2 separate regions of the Zea mays genome follow, and region 2 is linked to region 1. The links are chromatin contacts, called in public Hi-C maps. All regions are on one chromosome and are shown on one strand. Each heading gives the region's core, a stretch centred on a gene start, on an enhancer-like site or on the middle of the called end of the contact. The rest is flanking DNA. Distances are from core to core; before and after follow the strand shown. Region 1 holds the start of LOC100282992 (Inositol-tetrakisphosphate 1-kinase 3). Region 2 has its middle 83 kb from the start of LOC100282992.

Region 1 (4,698 bases), core at 1,042-3,541:
GAACCGAACCTCGGTAAAACAAATCACCGTGTCATCCGCTTTTATTCGCTTGTGATTTGTTTTCGCCCTCTCTTTCGGACTCGATTATATTTGTAACGCTAACCCCGGCTTGTAGTTGTGCTTAAACTTTATAAATTTCAGATTTGCCTATTCACCCCCTCTAGGCGACTTTCAGGACCACCTCACCAATCGGAAAGGACGAGAGGTCATAATATTCAATTAAGACCTAACGCACCTGCGTGGACACCTCCACCTCCACATACACCCATGTCATGTCATTATACATACATACCACTGCCACTATATATCCCGAATCAGATGTGGGGCGCGCCACCATATCCATTCGGGATACCATAATACCCCTCCTGGGGCACCTCAATCATCTGTTTTTGACAGGTTGACGCCTCCAGTATAAGACCGATTGAGAGCCCCTCAATTGGTCCACGAGCACAGGGCCAGCAAGATTACCGGACAACTCGGCCCAAAGGCTGACTAATCCGGCAGGGGGGCATATAGCTACAACCTCCAACAATACGATAAAAGGGAATGTCATTAAAATAGGAACAACAGATGTCGTCGTACGACAAAATAACGAAAGGGCGATGATTTTTGGTGAATTGGCTAACAAAAACAAAAAAGAAGATGCGGCTGTCAACAAAACAGTCGATCCAAAATACTCCATGCCCCGATGGTGCCCATCGGGATTGACACGATCGCAAAAGCGAAAATTACAGCGCCTCAGAGCAAAGGAGAATCAGGAAAAGGAGGCAGAAAAAATATTAAATGACACACATCCGCAGTATCCACCACCGCAAAAGAGATGGAGACCAAAGGCCATTGAGGAAAAGCAAACGACCACAAAGACAGAAAATAAAAGAACATCTATGCAGCTCTCTGCAGGTATGGCAGACAATCCGGCTATAAAGGCCGGACCACCCGTACAAGGCACAGACCGTTCAACCTCTAAGGTCGGACCGTCCGCACTACACCAGGACACCTCCAACGACGTACCGACACCCATGGAGGAAGACGACCTGCAAGGAGAAGACCTGGTCGACTATGGAGCTACGCCATAACACTTAGAAAATTAGGAAAGCAAGATGACAAATTGGTCAGGACCAGTACAACGCTCGACGGTGTTGGACTGACAGTTCGATCAAAGCTAAACAAGTCACGTCCGTTGGGTTAACCATCGTGACCAAGACCCTTGCGTACCATCCTAGTAGGTGGCAAGATGCCTAAGAAAGCCGATGTGATCACATCAGGTTAGTTGCTTTTGGTTCGCCTAGCTCCTCGAAAAGGCAGGGGGCATATGTTGAGCACCAAATTGAGCGACCGGACGGTCCGACCCTGAGGCTGGACGGCCCATGCGCGCTTAGAGCCAATTAGGGTTCCGAGTTTCTTGCTACAGCTGTTGGCTAGATTCACGGAATTAGCTCGGGGAATTTGTTTGTAACGGGTCTAGCCCCCTCCTCTATAAATACAGAGGAATACGACCGATTAATGATCAACAATCAAATCAATAATCAATACAATTCGCATTTTATCGTACACTTAGAAGTAGTTCTAGTCTAGTTCTAGTTTAGTCTTCCAATCCTCAAATTCTCCGCTTCTCTTAGCCTCTACGTCGATCAGATGAGTCTAGGTCGGTCTGCCGAGCCTAAACAACACCTAGGATCTGTCCTCCCCGACGGGGTCCCTCCGGCAGTGAACTCCGCCGCCCCTGCGCACGCGCGGACCCTCCGGCACGTCAGACAGGAAACCCAAGCCCTGCGCTAGGTCGCGGACAGTCTGGCCCCTGGCCGCGGACCGTCCGCGCCTGTGCATAGAGCACCGCCGCCGGTTCTCATTATAGTGAATGGCGCCCGAAAAGATGTCAACAGTACCTAAAACCAAACACTCTCACCTCAAACTTAAGTTTAGCTCCTGTCACGTCGAATATTTGGATGATAATTACAGGTATAAATATAGTCTGATTATAAAACTAATTACACAAATGAAGACCAAAAGATAATATGAATTTATTAAACTTAATAAAATTTATATTTTATACACCTAATTAATATTTAAATATTTAATATGACACGAACTAAATTTTAGCTAGAGAAATTAAACACCCCTAAGTCGCGCATGTATACGCATAAGGATAATATGATGATTTTTGTGAGCTAATTTTCAAGAGAAAGCTATAAAGGTTTGCGCAGCCGTAGAGGATCCGAGCAGCAGCCACGTGGGCCGTGCTCATGGTCCCTTTACGTCTACAAATACCCTCCCGCTCTCCCTCTCCTTCTTCTCTAGACTCCCCTTCGTCCCTTTCTCTCTCTTCACACTCGCCTCGCCATTAAAGCTCCAAAAAAGAAAAAAAGGCTGCGAAAAAAATCATCTTCTCTTCTCCTAAAATCTTCCACCTTGAACCGTCCCTGTCCGCGAATTTCTAGATGCCCCGATCGCTTCCGATTTTTTTCTGGATTTCTCCGATTTTTTGAAGTATTTTTCCTTGTGGACGGTTTCATTGCCATTCCTCGACGGGGTTAGGGTTTGCGGGGATGAGGGTGCACGGCGAGGTGTCGGACGATGAGGCGGCCGTGGCTGTGGTTGGGGAAACGGTGCCCTCCTCGCCGCCTCCCGCCTCCGTGGTGCAGCCGCTGGTGGTGGGGTACGCCCTCACCAAGAAGAAAGTCAAGAGCTTCCTGCAGCCCAAGCTGCTCGCGCTGGCCAGGTAAAGAATAGACCTGCTGATCCCCAGCGTCAACGCTGGAATCTTTTGTGTGGTTCTCCTAGGAGAAGAGGCGTGTGCTGTGGACTGTGATGGCTGATTTGGTTGACTGAAAGGGATATGATTTCTGTTTCATTTAATTTTTATGGACCAACGCGAACGAAATGGAAATGATGGTTAGTGGATTAAAACTTGGGATGAGTGGGGGCATTTATTAAATGTTCAATCTGCATTCTGACCAGATTATGCTGTTACCCTTCTTGGACAAATTCTCTAAAGGGAAGTTTTTTTTTTGATTCAGTAGAGTAGGAATTGCAGGAGCTGATTTTATTGTTAATTGATTTGGTTTCTATTGTTTTGGATGGAATGGAATTGACTGCATTTTCTCTGTGGACAAGGAATGTCGATATCATAACACTTAAGTAGTTAAGTGGATGCCTAGGCCCTAGTGGCTTCTGCATGAGTTTTATAGCTATGGACTGGGGGGCGTATATTATTTTACTAGTGTTTTGGAAGCAGTCTGGGAGGCTTGTTTGTCAAATGTTAATTCTAGTTCAAACTTTTAGTATCCATCTATTTTTACATGCAAATTTCATTTGGATGGCATCTTGGACTCTCATGTTGGAATATTCTTATGGATAACTACATCACATGTCTTGGATATGTGTTTAAAATGACCAGATGACCAAAATAATCTGCCAGACTATTTGGCAAAGAGTAAAACTTTTTTGAATTAAGAGTCACCTCAAATTATAGTACAATGTGGATATTATGACTTGACCAAGGCTTGGCACATGCTCACATCGATAAAAGATGGTGGAAAAAGGAAATGAAATAATTGGAACAGGGACATTTTTGTTTTCTCTGCGACAAGAGAATTATTTCATATTTCTTTTGAAGCATAGTTTGTATAGATTTTGCGTGTTTCAATAAGTCTTTCAAGCATTTGACTTCTGAATCAACTATATTTATTGTTATAGATTTGTTTATTACAAGTCTCAGGTACATGAAAATAGGAAATGTTTGATGCTTACGGTGTACCTGTTGGCTTCCAGCGAATTAAATTGTTATCATTAGTGTGTGTATTGTGTAGTTGGAGAATATTAGTCATATATTTACACCAGATAACATATATTCGTGATTCACTTAGGTCATTATTTTTTGTTATATTGGAAGAACATGAAGTTTCTGAATCAACAAAGCTTATGATGAAACTTCGATAATATGTGGCTTTAAGTTGCTACAGGGATATAAGATCATACAATAACAGGCTATATTATTTTGTCAGTCAACCTTAAGTTTGCTTTGGATAGGTTTATATATTATTTCTTCGCGTCCTTGTTCAAAATCAAGTAGAGCCTATGTAACTCAGGAAATCTTAAATTTTGTCTCCCAGATGTGATTACCCTTGCTACTTTAGTTTCACAAATATTTATTTATTTATTTATTTATTATATTGAGGTGTTGAAGCTGCCTTAGGGCCTGTTCGCTTCTACCGGAACAGACCCGGATTCATTCCAACTCATCGAAATCTATATAAATTAGAGAAGTAATCCGGCTAGAAATCAATCCTGAGCTTCAATCCCTAGTAACCGAACGGGGCCTTAATATTTTTTCAGTTGTTGCTCTTAGATGATCCTGCTAGTCCATGCTTGTTAATATGACCATTATACTGTTACCTGCCTTGGTTTTATACCGTTTGATGAGCCTTTTGTAAAACTGGATTTGTTTAGGAAGAAAGGCATTCATTTCGTATCAATTGATGAGACTTGCCCCCTCTCTGAACAAGGTCCATTTGACATCATTTTGCACAAGGTCCGTCCCTATGTCTTTCTCTTGATGTTCATCAAATTAAATCTTGGATATTGAAGTTTTGGGTATCCTTTATTTTTCCATAGGTTCTTTTGAACATCCAGATGCACTTCTCTGCATTTGTAATCCCATGCTGATTTTGTTTGCTTTGACTGAATTTCATGCTTTCT
Region 2 (5,048 bases), core at 155-2,654, 84 kb before region 1:
TAACTCCCCAAGCATTTCACGCAGATTCATTCTAATTTCCAAGCTGGCACCCATCCCTATCCAACACAGACAAAAATGTTGTCAAAAGAAAACACGGACAAATCTTTCGTGTACATCCACATCACAAATGAAGTGATGTGCACGCGTTACACGTAGCGGGATGGAAGGCCACCGTATCTACCAGCCACTATTTTTTTATTGGATGCATGATTCACATGGTCAACACATTTCCTGCAGACAGACGAACTCAATTATTTGTTTTTCTTTTTTATTTTGGTGTGATACATCACATGGATGACAAGGGTATTATTATACTCAAATTAAGTGCCCTGTTGATGTATCCTCATCTTCATCATCAATTTTCAACGACACAAGTGTACTGAGGTTTTCTTTCAAACAGCGAATTATTTTATTTCCTTTGTAGGGCTAGTTTGTCAACTCTATTTTTTTCAAGAGATCCTTATTTTCACACGAAAAAATAAACTAATTTCTCTATAAAAAAATAAAAGTTTCAAACAGGGTTGCTAAACTAGCCCCAGTGACATGTTCCCCAAGCGATTTTGCTTGCCGGACATCTATGCGGCCTTCAGTAACTTGTATAGCACCAGCACTACCCAAATTGTTGTAAAATTAAATTCAAATTAGATATATGAAAAGAACACTCCGAGAGTGCATCATGGAAAATGGTTCAAAGGCCCAATTGAAAGAGGTTTATGTATAATAAATTTAAGAATGAGGCTCTTTTGCTGAAGCACCTCCATGTATACTTTAATAAAGAATAATTCCTTCGGTGAGTTTACTTCGAGAGAGATACTATTCCAATGATCATCTTCCAACATCTAGAAAAAAGGCTGTTGACACATAATTCAAAATTTGCTAGTAACATTTATCTTTCTTTGGGATTATCTATGGAATGAAAAGATTTTAAGTGTGGACTTTCTAGAGTTACATTCATTTGCCACTAATCTAGATATTTCTTTGGCAAAATCTCTAGAACTTCGTGAAGCTCATGATCGCTTTCAACTCCCATTATCTGAATAGGCCTATTCTCAATTAATTCTTACAGTTCCAGATAATCATCACAACTCTGCCACATCGATCAACTCAATGTTAAAGACTCTTGATCGTATATTTGTGGTTCTTTACCGTTCTCCTCAAATAAAGTATACAGAAGGTTCTTGGGTTCATCCTTTATTTATCAGGCAATAAGATGGCTCTGGAGTTCTTCGTGTGAGCTGAAACACAAAGTATTCTGTTGTCTCCTTATACATGATAGGCTGAACACAAGGGAGTTGTTAAAACACAAAAACTTGCATCTGTAATTTTATGATTGTGAGCTCTGTGTCGGTTGGCAGATCCGCGCTGATGGGCCTGCTGCCTGCAGCACTACTGATCCATGCTAGGCCAAAAGATGGATGGGCCACTACTGCTTTAGCGAGAGGAATTGAGGAACTCTCTTGTTCGGTCAACTTTTCGACAATAGTCAACTTGAACAAGCTACAACTTGTCCTTTACATATTCTCCAAATATCATACTCATTGCCCCATAATTAGCTTTTGAGCAGGCTAAGAATGTTAGGTGCGTTCAAATCATATTCAAAAGAGACCAATGATGCTGTGGGACTTTGTTAGTATTTGGTCAATGAGCAAAATATATTTGTAGAAACTGTTGAATAATTAGACAAATTTCAGTTTAAATTCCGAATATAAATCATGACCAAATCAGAAGAACTGAAATAACAAGCCAAATCAGATGATGCGTACTGATTAGACTTACAGATAGATGGCACGCGCCGGAATCAGCAGGGTCGACGATGTCGAAGTAGCGAAATCAGCAGGGTCGACGAGGTCAGCAGATCACGAGCAGTCGCGTGAAGACGCTTCCCAAAAACCTTATTCGCCCTCTCCCGGTGCAGGATCTAGAAGACGAAGGGTTCCGGAGACCTGCTCTCCTGATCGCAGATGCACCTCTGCGGTCGGGACGAAGGGAACTAAAAGGCGGTTCAGCTATGAAGAGAGGCGAAAGCGAAACTGGGATAATTTGGAGGCTGGCTGCCGGGCTCCTTTTATAGGGCCGAGTCCGCGACCCCGTGCTTATCCGCCCACGAAAATCTCGCAATCAGTTGAGATTTTATAGCAATCGGTTAGGATAAGCGTAACAGCCAAGAAACCAAAAAATCAAACGGCAAAAGGTAGCCGCGCCCCCGCAAGGCGAGGGGCCGGATTTCGGTGGACCATTCACGCGCATGTCGTGCGCCCGCGCCCTTCGCCCCGGCCCGGCCCGGCCAGGCGAGGCGAGCGAGCGCGCGCACGTGTGTGGCTCTCCACACACTCTCCTCTCATCCATGACTTGGTGAGTGAGTGTGGCTTTCATATTTAAGCTAGCTCTACTCCACTAGAGCTAGCAATATGGTGCTATTGGTTCCACATATTCCTTAGCCATCCACTTATATGGGCTTTTGTGATTTTCCTGGGATTTATTCGAATTTCCCAATTGGGCCTAGCCCATAAATCCTAACAATCCCCCACCAGATCTCAAATGCCCATCTGCAATTTTCGCCACTGTTCACTACTGTTTAATATACTAGTTTTTCAGCAGAGACTGTTAAGTTGAACTTCCGCCTAGAACTCCAAGCTACACCAACCCACAACTTGGATAATGGACTATGCCTTGAATTGCAAGTTTTGCGTGAATGGGTTTCACTTGAAGTCATGACCAGTACTTGGCTACCAGTAGTCCCCTTCTCGGGTGGAGCATATACGTCGTACTCCAAGGTCTCTTCATGAATTTACTAGAGATCACCCAGATCTCATAGACTGCGACGTTAGACAGTCTAACTCATATAGGTGTGTTCTTTCAAAGAATGTTCTGCAGGACAACATCTTCGCTAATACAAGCCAACAGAACACATTAAGGCACAAAGCCAACCTGCCTTACAGCATTTGAGAGTATTGCATCTTTACTTAGAGAGGGTCAAAGGCTACTCTCCAGTTCACCAATGGCTTGTTCTTCCCAGGACCTAATTCACGGGATCTCCGATCACATAGACTGGGTTTCCACCATGGCAACTTTATTCGGGTCTCATACCCATCTCTCTCGATGCGATTTCTATCACATTACGTGGTAATCCCTTGGTAAAAGAATCTGCCAGATTTTTATCTGTTGAAATATAAGTCACACTTATAACTCCGGAGTTTCTCAACTTTCTGACAGACTTCAAACGTCTTTTGACATGTCTTGATGACTTTCCATTATCCTTAGAACTCGTCACTTTAGCAATCACTGTCTGATTGTCACAGTTCATTAGGATAGCTGGTATTGGTTTCTCAACCACCGGCAAGTCCATCAAGAGTTCACGCAACCATTCTGCCTCAACGGTTGCTGTGTCAAGTGCAGCTAGCTCGGCTTCCATGGTTGACCTCGTCAAAATGGTCTGCTTGCATGACCTCCATGACACCGCACCTCCACCAATAGTAAAGACATAACCACTGGTGGCATAAAGCTCGTCTGCATCAGATATCCAATTCGAATCACTATATCCTTCAAGTACTGCATGCTGACCAGAATAGTGAATTCCATAACTCATTGTACCTTGCAGGTAGCGCATAACCCGCTCAAGTGCATGCCAATGATCAGTCACGGGGTTTGACATGAACCTACTCAATTTGCTCACAGCAAACGAGATATCGGGCCTTGTTGCACCAGCAAGATACATGAGTGAACCGACAATCTGAGAGTATCTCAATTGGTCTAAACCAATTCTCTTGTTCTTTCGCAGTGTCACACTGGGATCATAAGGTGTTGGAGAAGGTTTGCACTCAGAGAAGCCAAATCGCTTCAAAACCTTTTCAACATAGTGAGATTGCGAGAGAGTAATCCCACCATCTGCCTTAATCAGCTTGATGTTTAGAATCACATCAGCTTCTCCCAGATCTTTCATATCAAAACTCTTTGATAGAAAAGACGTGACTTCATTGATCACATCAATGTTTGTGCCAAATATCAATATATCATCAACATATAAGCACAATATAACTCCTTCGCCCCCACCACAGCGATAATATACACACCTGTCTGCCTCATTAATGGCAAAGCCTGCAGACGTTAGAGTCGTGTCAAACTTCTCATGCCACTGCTTTGGTGCTTGCTTCAGACCATACAGAGATTTCAATAACTTGCACACCTTGCTTTCTTGACCCTTTACTACAAATCCATCAGGCTGTTCCATATAGATTTCCTCGTCCAGCTCTCCATTTAGAAAAGCTGTCTTTACATCCATCTGATGAACAAGGAGACCATACGAGGCAGCCAAAGAAAGTAGTACTCGAATAGTGGTCATTCTAGCAACAAGTGAGTAAGTCTCAAAGAAGTCTTCTCCTTCTTTCTGAGTATAGCCTTTAGCCACAAGCCTAGCCTTGTACTTTTCAATTGTACCATCAGGCTTGAGCTTCTTTTTAAACACCCACTTACAACCCACAGGTTTGCATCCATAGGGTCGATCAGTGACTTCCCATGTACCATTTGAAAGAATGGAGTCCATCTCATTATGAACTGCTTCTTTCCAATCATCTGCATCTGGAGATGCAAATGCTTCTGCAATGGTAGTAGGAGTATCGTCCACAAGGTACACAATGAAATCATCACCAAAGGATTTTTCAACCCTTTGTCTCTTGCTCCTTTTAGGAGCATCATTGCCATCCTCCTCTAGGACAATTTCATGTGGTTGTTCAAAACTCTCAATAGGTGTACTATGTTCAGGAGTTATCTCAGAAGAGTATCTAGAATTGCTATGAATGTCTTTCATTGGAAATATATGTTCAAAGAAAGTAGCATCACGTGATTCCATAATAGTATCAACATACACATCAGGAACTTCAGATTTAACTACTAAAAATCTATATGCTATGCTACACGAAGCATATCCAAGAAAGACACAATCCACTGTCCTTGGACCAAGCTTGCGCTTTTTATTAATTGGTACATTGACTTTCGCCATGCACCCCCAAGTGCGCAAGTATGAAAGTGATGGTTTTCTCCCAACCCACTTA

Evidence for each region. A called contact is a pair of places that touch in the nucleus more often than the background predicts.
Region 2: a Hi-C map of leaf shows a contact between it and region 1, with 5 times the contacts expected there. The contact joins the enhancer-like site here to the promoter of LOC100282992 in region 1. A contact is called at or near these places in 5 of 25 Hi-C or Micro-C datasets (bundle sheath, ear and leaf).

What each region holds. Positions count from the first base shown.
Region 1 is chr1:111,713,525-111,718,222 of Zm-B73-REFERENCE-NAM-5.0, reverse strand. LOC100282992 (Inositol-tetrakisphosphate 1-kinase 3) reads left to right here and starts at 2,291. Exons shown (of 10, transcript NM_001155896.2): 1 at 2,291-2,719; 2 at 4,450-4,531. The coding sequence starts at 2,547.
Region 2 is chr1:111,796,322-111,801,369 of Zm-B73-REFERENCE-NAM-5.0, reverse strand. No RefSeq gene overlaps it. Among protein-coding and RNA genes, the nearest start is that of LOC100282992, 83 kb to the right of the region's middle. Within about 2 kb of position 1,404, at least 10 of the 20 cell types and tissues checked have an H3K27ac peak or open chromatin away from gene starts, as enhancers often do. A contact at or near this core is called in bundle sheath, ear and leaf, where this site is marked.